Linked DNA regions of Capsicum annuum: region 1 is linked to region 2. The links are chromatin contacts, called in public Hi-C maps. All regions are on one chromosome and are shown on one strand. The core of a region is the stretch at or near the end of the contact, and the rest is flanking DNA. Distances in the headings are between cores, read along the strand shown. Region 1 holds the start of LOC107875276 (non-specific lipid transfer protein GPI-anchored 5). Region 2 holds the start of LOC107873768.

Region 1 (6,387 bases), core at 1,240-3,739, 160 kb after region 2:
ACTTCTTTGTGTGTAACACTTTTAGTTGGCGCTGTTCGAAGAAGTTTGTTGAAGTGGATGTTCTCTCTGTGCTCACCATGGTAGCACCACTTGTTGTTTTTCATTTTGCTGTAGGATACTTGCAGTCTCTGGGTCCTTCGACAAATCTGGTAGTTACTACTGCAGTGATTATCTAGTTATCCGATGTTTTGGATTTTGGAGCTTTTACGTTTGTCCTTGATCTAAGGAACTTCTTGTTAAGAAGTCTATGCTGCTTGCCTTAAGAAGTCTGTGCTGCTGTTAGAGCTTTTACTTTTGTCCTTGAACTTAGGAACTTGTTATTCTTGTTTCTCTAATTCTGTTGTTTGGCTTAAGAAGTCTATGCTGCTGTAGAGTACTGCAGTGATTTTCTAGTTATGTTGATGTTTTAAGTTTTAAGAGCTTTTACTTTTGTACTTGGAACTTAGGAACTTGTTATTCTGTTTCTCTAATACTGTTGTTTGGCTTGAGAAGTCTATGCTGCTGCTGAATCATGCATAATATTTTCCTTGTTACATGAACATGCCCACCTCTTATGGCATCAGAAATGTTTTTTCACTTTTAGACTGCTTCTGTTGTACTTGGCAAATGACAACTCTTTCTCAGTGTTGAGACGACTAAAAGAAATGCACGCCGGTATCTACTGATTTCTTCATAGTTTTTGTCCCCAAAAACTTCATTCAAGTCGTGATACGTTCAGTCGCTCTGGGTCAAGTTGGCAAAGATGAGAGCAGTTAATCTGTATTTTTTAGTCGGACTGGGTCAAGATGGCAAAGCTGAGAGCAGTTAATCTGTATTTTTTAGTCGTGCATGATTGATCTTAGCATGCAGCACGTACAGGGACGATGACAACAGAAAATATTGGTAGTAATATTGTTTCGTATTTCTTTGTGCGAGCGAGTACGAACTGATTTAGTCATGGATCGAACATTTTCTACCAGAGCAGAATCTATTGACAGTTTGGATTTTTACTCGTGTACATTAGATCTGCAAGTAATTTAGATGGTAATAATCTATGCATATCATTTTGAGCAGGCTTTCGAAAGAGTTTTAAGTTGAACTAACATTAATACCAAGTCCAATTGACCATTGAACCTGCCCTAAATCAGATCCACAAATTTGTGACTTAGGAGTAGTTGCCGTGTATTAGTCGTATGAAAAGGAATAGATTTATCCAACATGAGTACGCCACTAGAAATTAACTCTTATCTTGATAATAGAGTCTGGTACATCTCAAAATTTAACAGAGATTATCAAAGCCTCTGCCTAGTAGTGAATTGCAAAGTTTACATCAACTTAACCAAAGGTATACAAAAATTATAGAGAAGAGTAAGCGAGTAAGCGAGTAAGCTAAGTGTTGACAAACTCCACACTCCAAAGTAGTCCAAAACACAATACAAACAATAGTGGAGCTTAGATGGTGAATACCGTGGCAAATGATGCTGCAACTACAAGGGTAAACAAGAGAGAATATGGCAGCTTGACTCTGTATCCTGAATTTCCACTTGGTTCACCCTTAGATCCACCTGCCAAAAAACGTATACAACAGATTATTTATACATCAAAAACATCCAAAAACTTAGTTTTCGTAAAGTTCTGGTTTTGTTCTTATATCATTATACATTTTTTTTTTTTTTAAAAGTTCTATTTGTACTCGTACCTGAAGGAGTAGAAGGAGACCCTGGAGAACCAGATGGAGTAGTAGCTGAAATGTTTATATTTGACAGAGAAAACAAGTTAAAAACTCGAAAAATCTCCAGCTGCAAGCGTCTTTTGTCACAATATAAATTATTTTTTATTAAAAATGTAGTTTCCCAATCCTTTTCGGGACCAACTATGAGGTGAGACTTTTGTATAAGTATTTTCATAATATATATATAGAGTTTGAACCAAAAAAATAAATAAAAAATCGAAAAAAGCAGTGTAGTTGATGAGCTTAGCTTTACCTTTACAGATATTAACAGAGGGAGTCTGAACATTACAAGCTTTTGGAAGAGCCATAGCTTGTGTTTGATTCACATTAATTCCCATAGAAGATGCAGAACCACCATTAACCACTTGACACAAACATTGTGGCTGATTTTTCACAATAGTGGCTAGTTGTGTACAACATCCTGATGACGGTTTTGTGGCATTCCCTTGTATATAATCCAAACATGGTGCTAATCCAACTATCACTTGTTGGCAATCATCTGATTGACCACTAACTTGTATTGCAATAATAGCCAAAACCACAAAAACTGCACTTGTTAACATCTTCATTTTCTCTTCAATTTAATTTAATTCCTTCTCAATATCTTACTTTGGTCTGCTGCTAAATTTTGGAGCATTTGATGGAAATGACAGTGTTTATAACGGGGAAGATGGTGCAATAAATTTTTTAGTAAGGACAGATGGGGGTTATGTGGGTGACCAAACTTTGGCTACCTTTATAACGAATCCATGTGTATACACCATTTATTAATTTTACTTCCCACATTCTGACTTTATTATAATTGACAACATATAGACAAACACCACTCTATAGTCTACACGTTTCAAAAAGTAGCTAGCTGTCAAATTTTTGGTTAACAATTGTAGCTTATCTTCCAGCAAATCTAAGAGAGTAGTACTATATTATGTATAGCTTAAAAAAGGATTTTTTAAACTAAAATATATACGGTCCATGTGATACAAATTCAAAAAAAGAATGATGCTTTTATTGAGTTAGAAAATACTAATTAATTTTCCCTGTTTTCATATTACCCATTATAGAGTTGTAAATTTTATTAACATATATATTTTCAAAGCCATGCAAGTATTAACACGTCTTAGATCATAAGTTTCATTTTTTAAGACTTTGTGAAATTTAAACTAAATCATATAAATTATAATGACGAAAGTATATACTTTCAAATAATCTTTATATAGTCAAACTTCTCTATAGTGGCAACATTTATATGAAAGTATCGTGACTGCAATATAGAGGTGTTATTATATATGATGTTCAAATCTCATTTAGTTTCTATAAATAAAAATACGCAAAATTAGAAAAGACATGAATATATATTATAAATAACATAAATACCAATCTCTTAAAAGTAATTACACTTTCTCCCATAATTACTTTACTCTCTCTCCCTATGAATAAATATAATATAGCTGACATATACATAGCAGTTTGTGTATATGTGAGATTTTTGTAATATGTTTAGGGAGTTGGAATTTTTTGTAATATTGAAAATATAAGTTGTGTATTTGTGTAATTTTTAGATATATATATAACAAAAAAGTAAATATTAGTAGTCTTTTTTTTCGTGAATTTATGAAATAATTGATGTGCATCATTTAAATATAATTTTTTTCTTTAAATTAGATATTCGTACTTGAAATTTACTGTGTTCATGATACTATGATGATTATCATTAATATTTTTGGTATTTTATTTTGTACATAATATATTTTTTATAAATTATTATATAGTATTTGAGTATGTTGTTATAAAGAAGAAATGTTACAAAGATTGTATCGCTATATAAGCGTCATTGCAGTTATAGAAAAGTAAAATATAACACGATAAAGTGATTTTGGAGAAAATCAAGCTACAATGGGAAAATGATGTTATAATGATGTGACGTTATAGAGAGCAGTGGCAGAGTTAAAATTTTCAATGAGGTCGTTCAGAAGTAAATATACGAATTAATGGAAGGGAGTTCAATATCTATTATATATGCATATTTTTTTTTTAATTATATTTACCTCGAAGAGGGTTCGAATGAATTCTCTAAAGCAAATATAGTTCTGCCTCTCATAAAGAGGTCTGTCTGTATTAATATATTTTATTTATTATATCAGGCTATTTATCTTATTTTTACGTATTAGTATTAATCTTACTTATCATAAATAATTGCTTATAATTATTTTAGCTTATTTCATGGATTTTTTTTTGTTCTATTCTATCAATATAATTACACTCTTTAGCATAAGGACAAAAGTGTAGACGGTGCAAAAAGCTCCAGCGAAGCTGCCTAAATTTTAAATGCTCATCAATGGTTTAGTCAAACTCAATAGGTCGGCATGGTAGGTTAGTCGTTTTCTTTTTTTTTGGCCACCTAAAGTCAATTTTCACATTCTCTGTATACAAATCAAAAGAAAGTTATCGTGCAAACTGTTTCTAACAGAAATATAAATAAAATTATTTGATTTTCTTTTAAATCTTGTATATAGCAGAAGATTTAATGTATTAATATAATTATCAATTAAATGTGAATGGATGAAGTTGCTAAAGCTCCCAATAGAGTTGAAATTGAGTGTGACATAATGACACAATTTAATCCCAATTGTTCTTTGGAGAAGACTCGTCATTATGTAAAAATTAGATAGATTTGAAGTTATAGTATATTTTATACGTAGTCAGATGGCTCAATAGCTTTTGTTTAGATTTTATATTTATATTAAGAAATTCATTAAATGTGAATTCAATAACTAAATTGGAGTTAAAAAAAAGTTCAAAATTTATAAAGTTAAAATATTGACCTGACTCTATTTAACAATCCGATAAATTAATTGAGTTTTCCAAATGATCAAATACAAGCCAATTATTTATTTGTGAATTTTGTTTTCTACTCTCTGTTAAATACTCATTTGGCCAAGAACTTTCATTACATTATTAATTAAAACATTATATGTTCTACCATGCACATGATCAAAGTTTATATTTTCAGAGAGTTATGTTGTAGATTAGGCTACTTAAAAACAGTACTAACCTAATCAGTGTAATAAGCTAAACTACTAGGTAGATAAGTATTTATCACTGCAATAATAAAGACTTTTAATGGTAATATTAAATACGTTAATAAAGAGTGCTAAATTTTTACTGACATTGGTTAATTGTTACCGGCTCCAATGTCACTATAGGACATTTACAAAGAATACTAAAAATATTATTTTCACTAATAATTAATTGCCTCTAAAAAAATAATTCAGCGACAATAAGCTTATTGCCTTGAACTAATTGTCGCTAGATTTTTTTATTTTTTTTGTATATTAAATTACCTATATATACACACATAAAAAACTGAAATTAGTTACTTATTTTGTCACGAATTTGTCACTAATTTACTTGTAGCTATCAGAAATTACTCGTTAAATAGGATTAGGAACGAATGTTGCTATACAACTACATAATTAGTCCGCCGCTAAACTTTTTTTTTTAGTAGTTACGTAACAATTTCAGTTCAATAGTTTATGAAGCTACATTTTGCCAAGAAAATAGAAGATAAATAATTAAAGAACCCTCCTGCGACTTACTCAAAATGAAGCCACAACAATAATATATAGGTAAATTTACAACAAACGTGACACTCATACTAATACAGGGGAACCAAAAGAATAATAATAACAGTAAATATTAGTAATACAAGATTGACATAAAAATAACATTTTCTCCAAAAACTCAGAATCCCCTTGTAGTCAAAGCAGATGATGATGCAACAAATAGGAGGAATAATCCAACTAAAGTAGTAGTCATAGAAACTTTTGTGTTGCTTCCTGCTGCTGCTGATGATCCAGGTGTTGAAGGAACTGTTTTAGAACCTGTAGTACCTACACCAATGAAAGCATTTGTGCGCGTTTGAGTTATTTGACTTATGTACACTGGCACAATATAAAATAATTTTTATACTATTAGGTCAACTACAAGTAATTGCTACGTAAGTGATATAGCATGTTAAATTAAAATTCTTATATATAGGAGAGATGATAATTTTTTGTATTTGAATTGTACCTGTTCCTGATGGAGTTGCTGGGATTTCATTAGAGGAATCAGATGGGGTAGTGGAACCTGTAGGAGAACTTGCTGGTACTGAAGCAGTTGGTCCATTTGCAGCTATTTTTTTTTTATGCACAAAACAATCAGTTAGTTCATTATACATGTAGATGTTATAAAAGTTTAATTAATTCAATCATTATAAATGTTTGTGGTGTAAATAATTTTTATAACCAACAGAATCTAGATGCGGAGCTATGATTTGAAGCATAGAAAATAGAAATATCGAGTATTGGGTTCCGAATTAAATTTTTATATATATTTAGTATATATGTGAATATATAAAAACACAAAATTTGGACTTAACGATACTAAAATTGGCGGAACTATGATTTGAAGTATATATATGAGTTCTAAATTCTAGCTCTGCCAGCTCTGTCAGTGTATTTAAAGTTATTGTATTAGGTCAGATTAATTAACTGCCTTATTTCTATATTAATCTCATTGGACAGATACGTTACTTGTAATTATCTTTTACATGGCTTGATAATATAACATTTTCTTCTGCATTGTGAGTCGTGTTAATAGAAGTTAAACTCATTGTTTAAATATTGCCTAGTACA
Region 2 (6,235 bases), core at 3,345-5,844:
ATAAAGCCAATTGCATTGCCGAGGTTGTCAAAAGGTCAACAGTGCACGGTATCTGTTACACAAACAAAGAGGACCAAATCATCTACCATTAGTGCTTTAATTAAAAAAATATATATATGGTTAATAAGCTACTCATTCCATAGAATAAGAAAGAGTATAATGCAGAAACCATAGAGGGAAGAATAACAGAGACAGAAAACAACGCAAAGAAGTTTATTACCTGATTAATAGTACACCTCATGTACCGTGGGCTGCAATTTCCAGTGTCCCTAACAATATAGTCACTTGTGGCAGGCTTCAAGTGGACAAAAAAGGATAAAAGGAAAAAAGGAAACAGCAGCAAGAACAAAAAAGTTAGTTTAGTAAGAAGCTTTAGGAGGCAAGCATAACCATTTGAAGAAAAGATGGTTCAGCCGTATAAGCAACAGTACTAAATAAAACAATAATTTACCGGAGGGGGATTAGCTTGGTAGCCTTGTCGGGTTTCATGCAGAACTACAGAAGCATTTGGAATAGGGCGCGGGATTTGATTTGGATCAACTTTTGATGGGCTGGAATGGCCAATAGAAGAAGTTATCGAAGCCACTGCCTGATTTGGAAGAGGAGGCGCCATCCCATACATACTTGGTGGTTGCATGGAACCAGGAATAGCCGAAGATGGAGCCCCCTGTCAATAAGTAAAATCAGGATATGACCTTCACATGAAAGAGGAAATGGAGTAAAAGCATGCTGAAACCAATTTACTTGATCCAACATGTGATCCACATTGGAAATGTGCCATGCACGTAAGGGTCTTTTTGAATTAAATATAAGTTTTATCAGAGATCCTTTTACCTCTTCTGATTAAGAAAGGATAGACAGGTTGTTGTAGCTTCAAATGTTAAAGTTATCCTTTTCGGATGGTCCAGCCAAACAGAAAAGGTGGTGCAATATACTTTGATACTGTTTAAATTTTTCATGCTTGAGGAAACTTGTGCACTTAAGATTTTTCTTTTACAAGCACTTATACACTCAAGATATAATATAACAATTATTTAAATAGCGGCAGATTTTGCAACAAACTTATGAAAGGGTTTCTCTATTTATAGTTTGAATTGATTAGACAAAGTAAATAAGTGATACTGAATATATCTTTTTAATTACTTTCAAGCATAGAAAAATACCTAGCCAAAATATAACAATTTATAAATAAAAATATTTTTTATTTATGGGGTAATCAAATATAGTATTTAATAACTTCGACTAATGGAAGAACCCCAAACAACATATTCAAAGTTCAAAAGGAAAAAAGAATTCATGTAGGTAATTTCGTTAATGAGAATTTGAACTCTGTTTTGTGTTGACGAAAAAGATAAATTTTATAATGCACATACTACTAAATAAAAGTTATTTAAAATAGCAGCACATTTCAATATTTTATCACAAATCCATCAAAATACTTCACGATTATCGCTGAATGAATAAAATATGACATCATTGATTATTATGGGAGTAATAAACTAGAGATGAAATGAGTTAAACTATCAAAGATAGAAAAAAGAAAAGAAGGTACATAGAACGTAAGGGCACAGTAGACATTGCATGAGGGAAAATTGCATAAAGCTGGAGGAATATTTGACTTTTTATACCAAGTTGGAGCGAGAAAATTATTTCCACCCCTTTCTAAATTTTAAGTCATGACAGCACTTCACAGTGTAGCTTTTTTCTTCACTTTTAGACCCTACTACTTCCACAACAAATTTTCCGGTATTACCAATTGGTCATTAACAGAGTCTCGATATCATTCTCACATTACTCATCAACAGCACCAAACAGTAACCGGTTTCTGAATATTATTGATCATTCTATCCTAAAAGTCATGAAGCATCTCTTCAACATTAGCCCCCTTGAACCATTGTAATTCCTTGATGCCAGAACCCAACAGGCCAACATTTCTTGTTGGTTATTAAATATAATAAATACACGCATAGAATTTGATTAAAAACGCATCTTGTGTGGCTTGTTGATCCAAAAGATGTTGGTGCAAATTAAAAATACAAATCCTAGGACTTCTTTTGTAGTCTAGCACAGGCAAGAACTAAATATATCTCTCAGCTCCATAGATTACAAAATAAATTACACTTCGCTAATGGGTTTAGGGAAAGTTCTTATTTTTCCTTCAATAACATTTGCACATAATATCAAATTTTTCTTTTGGGAAAATACATAGAATTCACCTTGCAAAACAAGTACAGTAAGATAGGCATAGTAAGATAGGCATATAAAGATCACCTGATGGGGTGGCAGTTGCCACGACTGTGTTCCATAAGGAGCACCCATGTGTGGAGCGCCCATGGGTGGAGGCATGGCTTGAGAAGGTGCTGCAAATGGGGAGGAACCTGGAGGAGGTGGCACATTCTGAAATGATCCTGAAAATGGTGGTGGTGGTTGTGCTGTAACTGGTGTCGTGCTGACAGATGACGAACTTCCAAAGGGTGAGCGCATGCCTGAAGGCTGAGAAGAAGCGCCTGGTGAAACCATAGCTGGTGGAGGAGCTCCAAATGGTGGCCTCATTGCATTGCTTGGAGGAGGAAAACGTGTTCCACCCTGCATCATTCCTGGACCACCTGACGGTGGCCCATTACTAACCGAGCTAGAAATGCTTGATGGTGGCGGCACAGCAGGACCTGTTGTCAACGGCGAAGAAGAAAAAGGACCCGGAGACCCGGGACGAGGACCCAATCCAGAAGGCAAAGACCCAGGTGGCGGGGGTGCACCACCCATAGAAGGAGGCATTACACCAGGAGGAGGTGGCCGAGATGTAAAGGGAGGAACAGACTGAACCACGGGAGGAGACAATCCAGTGTGTGGAGGACCACTAGGAGGTGCAGGGCCTCTTGGGAACACACCAGGCGGTGGAGGTCCTGGACGACTAGCAGGTGGTCCACCAGCAAAAGGTGGCTGCTGCCCAAATGGGGTATTAGGCCTAGGAGCACCTGGTGGCTGATTGGGCCTATTTACTTGTAGATTTTGCATACCATCAGCAAGTGCATTAGGGTTATAATTGGGTGGAGGCGCATTCCTTGGTCTAGGTCCCCCTGGAGCTGCCATTGATTATTTCCAAATTTCCCAAAACTCTAGAACAGATGCGAGAAAAAAAAAAGGTTAAATAAATAGATAAAATCAACAGAAACAAAAAATAAGAACAGCAATCTTCACTATATCAAACATTCAGCAAGCCAAAACAAAACATATTGATTCAAAGGAAAACAAGTCCATAAAATCAATCACAAAATAAAAATAACTAGACAATACATCTTTTTGGGAAAAAAAAAATCATCAGATATTATCCCTCCCCCCCTCCTCCTTCATCTTGACTATCGGTTTGTAATAAAGCTAAACCATTAGGAAATATAGTCCATATTGTCAAACCGATAAACTTCAAAACCGAACCGAACCGACCGATATGCAGCCCTACTTTTGCTGTTCTCTTCCCTTTATGGTGTGTGTCTAGTTCTAAAGCGGGTAGGTATGTCGATGCATGTCATCCCTGTTTAGCTAGTTAGCAACTTATTGTGTTCTAGCTCTCTGTACATCTATAGGGGCATCCCACTCAACACCCAGCTTCTTCTACTTATCTATGCACAAGCACACACATACTCCATTTGTTGAACCTCACATAGTCTAACCACATCTGCACATAATGCACGGACTTCAAATGTATCCAAAGACAGTCAACCAACCAGTCATTGCTCATGTCGAATTTCCTTTAAACAACCACAGTTAACAGGTGTTGAAGCTTCACTGCTGAGCTAAAGCTGCTCTCTACCGTGACAAACACTACGTGAAACGATAACTTTTGAACTAAAAACTGTTTTATTCACCATATGTACCATCTACTATTACCTAATACGAAAACTATATAACCCCATATTTAGCTGCTACTCAGCACTCCTACCATACATTCATTAATCTGTAATTTCAAGGTTGAGCATGCGACGAAGAGTCTGTGTCGCAAAGTCAATACTGTCAAATACAATTCCTGGAGAAGGGCTGCGCTCCCTGGTTGGGGTTGCTGGTGCAGATTTGGCGAAGGGACGTAAATCAATATCAGATGCTGAAACAGGAAATTCAAGAGAGGCAGCCCTCTTAGGCCTGAGGGATAACTTGGGCATGGGCAGAGAACTAGGAGGAGGAGAATTCGAATAAGCTGGCCCTGCCCATAGTTCAGAGAATGGAAACTCATCACTCAAGGAATTCTCATTCCTAGAACCAACATCCCCATTGAGGTTAAATGGTATAGTAATCGTGTTGCTTCTGCCTGGTTTTCTTGATTTCTTCTGATCTTCAGAGTAAAACTTAACAGTATTAACAGGCAGTGGTGTTAAAGGTGATCGCTTTTGGGGAGACAAGAAACCCGAGGAGGCTCTTTTGTTGACAGGTTTCTTGACAGACTTCGATTGGGTTTGAAATAAACCTGCTCTGGACTCAAAAGCCCTACAATTTACCTCCCTAAACCCACCAGAAGGAGGTGAACCATATGACCCAAATCGAGCAGGACCATGTGCCCTGCTTCTCCCATGGAACTGATTCCGATGCTGAGCAACAACAATCATTTCCGACAACAACCAATTCAATCAAATTCAACTATAACTCACTATCTGAAGATCTAACAAGAAACAACAGAGGTCAAAGATTCATATTGGGGCTTTGAAATGCTTTAAATAGACTGTCAATCACCAGATTATCAGCAAATCAAAATCACTATCACTGTATCCAATACATAAAATTCATCCACAATCACCACTTTCACCCTTCAGTTTCTTCAGATCTATAATCCAGTAACAAAAAAAAAAAAAAAAAAAACATATAGGAAAACAAATCAGTAACTCAAATCCGAAACACCCAAAACGAAAACTGCAAAACACAACTACTACAACTCAATTTCAGGGCAATATTCGTATGTAAATCAACTTTATTCCAATACAAAAAACTAAGAATTGTACTTTCTTTCATATAAATAGAAGTTGTAAATTTCATTTTCAAGTAAAATTACCTGATGTCAGGAAGTATTAGTGAAGCAGAGTGTCTGGACAGTGTGATTTAGGATGAGATTTTCCTCCCCAACCTAAAAATACTAATAGTACTGTACTTAATAGTATGGTTGTAAGTTCTCTTTGTATTATGGAGCCACCATAGATTCAACGACCACTAAAGCTTTTCCGAAACGTGAATCTCCGGATCTGAAATGGACCTAAAGTCGTATTCTAAATTAGCTTTGAGGTCCAGCGGCGTTATTGTACAATTTGCACCCCGTTTGTGAGTGAAATTATGAAAGTGTCACAAGCGGGATGCAAGGAACAGTGACACTCTGGTTCATCAAGGACATATTTAAACCATTTACTAATCTGGCAGGAATCTGTGGTGACCAAGCACAACAGATAAAGAGGCAACCACTAGCTTGAACTTTGCCATTAACATCGTGATGTTATTTATAACCCCACGGCACAAACAAGAGGACGCCACAGTCCCATCACACAAACTCATGGCCATCAGAAAGGGATCATTAATGGCCATGAAACAGTTTGAACCTGCCAAATTGACAAGACTCCAACCATCATAGATCGTTTTCTCAAAAACATATATAAATTGGGTTCATTCATAGTAATCACAGTTCTCATCAAAACAGCACAAGAAATTCACGACCGGTTCTGGGACGACATCTTCTCAATGGAGAGGAAAGCATCAAGATTTTGCCAAAAAAGCAAATCAAAGAGTAAATAATCAAGGGAATCTCAGTCAGTACCTTAGTAAGATGAAAGCAACAGGTCAACAAGAGGGAGAAGCTGTAAGATCGATCAGCTACAACAACAAAAACAGGAGCAGAAGAGTAAGAGGCGGTGGAGAACTGGAGATGAGATGTGGACTTGGAAACTTCTCATTTAGAAACCTACTTTTTCTACTTATCAATTATCATATATGTTATTTAAGGTTGGGCCGGGTAGAGTAATGGATTGCTGAAAGTTGAAACAGATTTTTATTTTGTTGAATAATGGGTTGGGCCATTAAGTTTTATTATTAATAAAATAATAAATTAAACAGGGATAGTATAGTATTTTTACTGTATTCTTATTAGGTTATCGGTTAATAGATCAAAATCGGAACCGAACCGGTTAATCAATAAAATTCTTTATAAAATCAATAACAAATCAATAACCCAATAACCCGATACCGATAACCCAATGGTATTTTTATC

What was found. A called contact is a pair of places that touch in the nucleus more often than the background predicts.
Region 1: a contact with region 2 is called in a Hi-C map of bud, with 10 times the contacts expected there. The contact joins the promoter of LOC107875276 here to the promoter of LOC107873768 in region 2. A contact is called at or near these places in 3 of 5 Hi-C or Micro-C datasets (bud, leaf and placenta).

Annotation. Positions count from the first base shown.
Region 1 is chr6:227,056,514-227,062,900 of UCD10Xv1.1, forward strand. It overlaps LOC107875276 (non-specific lipid transfer protein GPI-anchored 5), which reads right to left and starts at 2,490. Exons shown (of 3, transcript XM_016721923.2): 1 at 1,965-2,490; 2 at 1,679-1,723; 3 at 1,211-1,544. The coding sequence starts at 2,280. The coding sequence ends at 1,432. LOC107874558 (non-specific lipid transfer protein GPI-anchored 5) reads right to left here. Exons shown (of 3, transcript XM_016721324.2): 2 at 5,783-5,884; 3 at 5,284-5,601. The coding sequence ends at 5,453. LOC107875275 (a long non-coding RNA gene) reads left to right here. Exons shown (of 2, transcript XR_007056879.1): 2 at 26-491.
Region 2 is chr6:226,891,772-226,898,006 of UCD10Xv1.1, forward strand. LOC107873768 reads right to left here and starts at 4,595. Exons shown (of 1, transcript XM_016720712.2): 1 at 3,948-4,595. The coding sequence starts at 4,595. The coding sequence ends at 3,948. LOC107875267 (protein transport protein Sec24-like CEF) reads right to left here and starts at 5,955. Exons shown (of 26, transcript XM_047414255.1): 1 at 5,786-5,955; 2 at 4,720-4,810; 3 at 2,272-3,116; 4 at 452-667; 5 at 221-295; 6 at 1-52. The coding sequence starts at 3,090.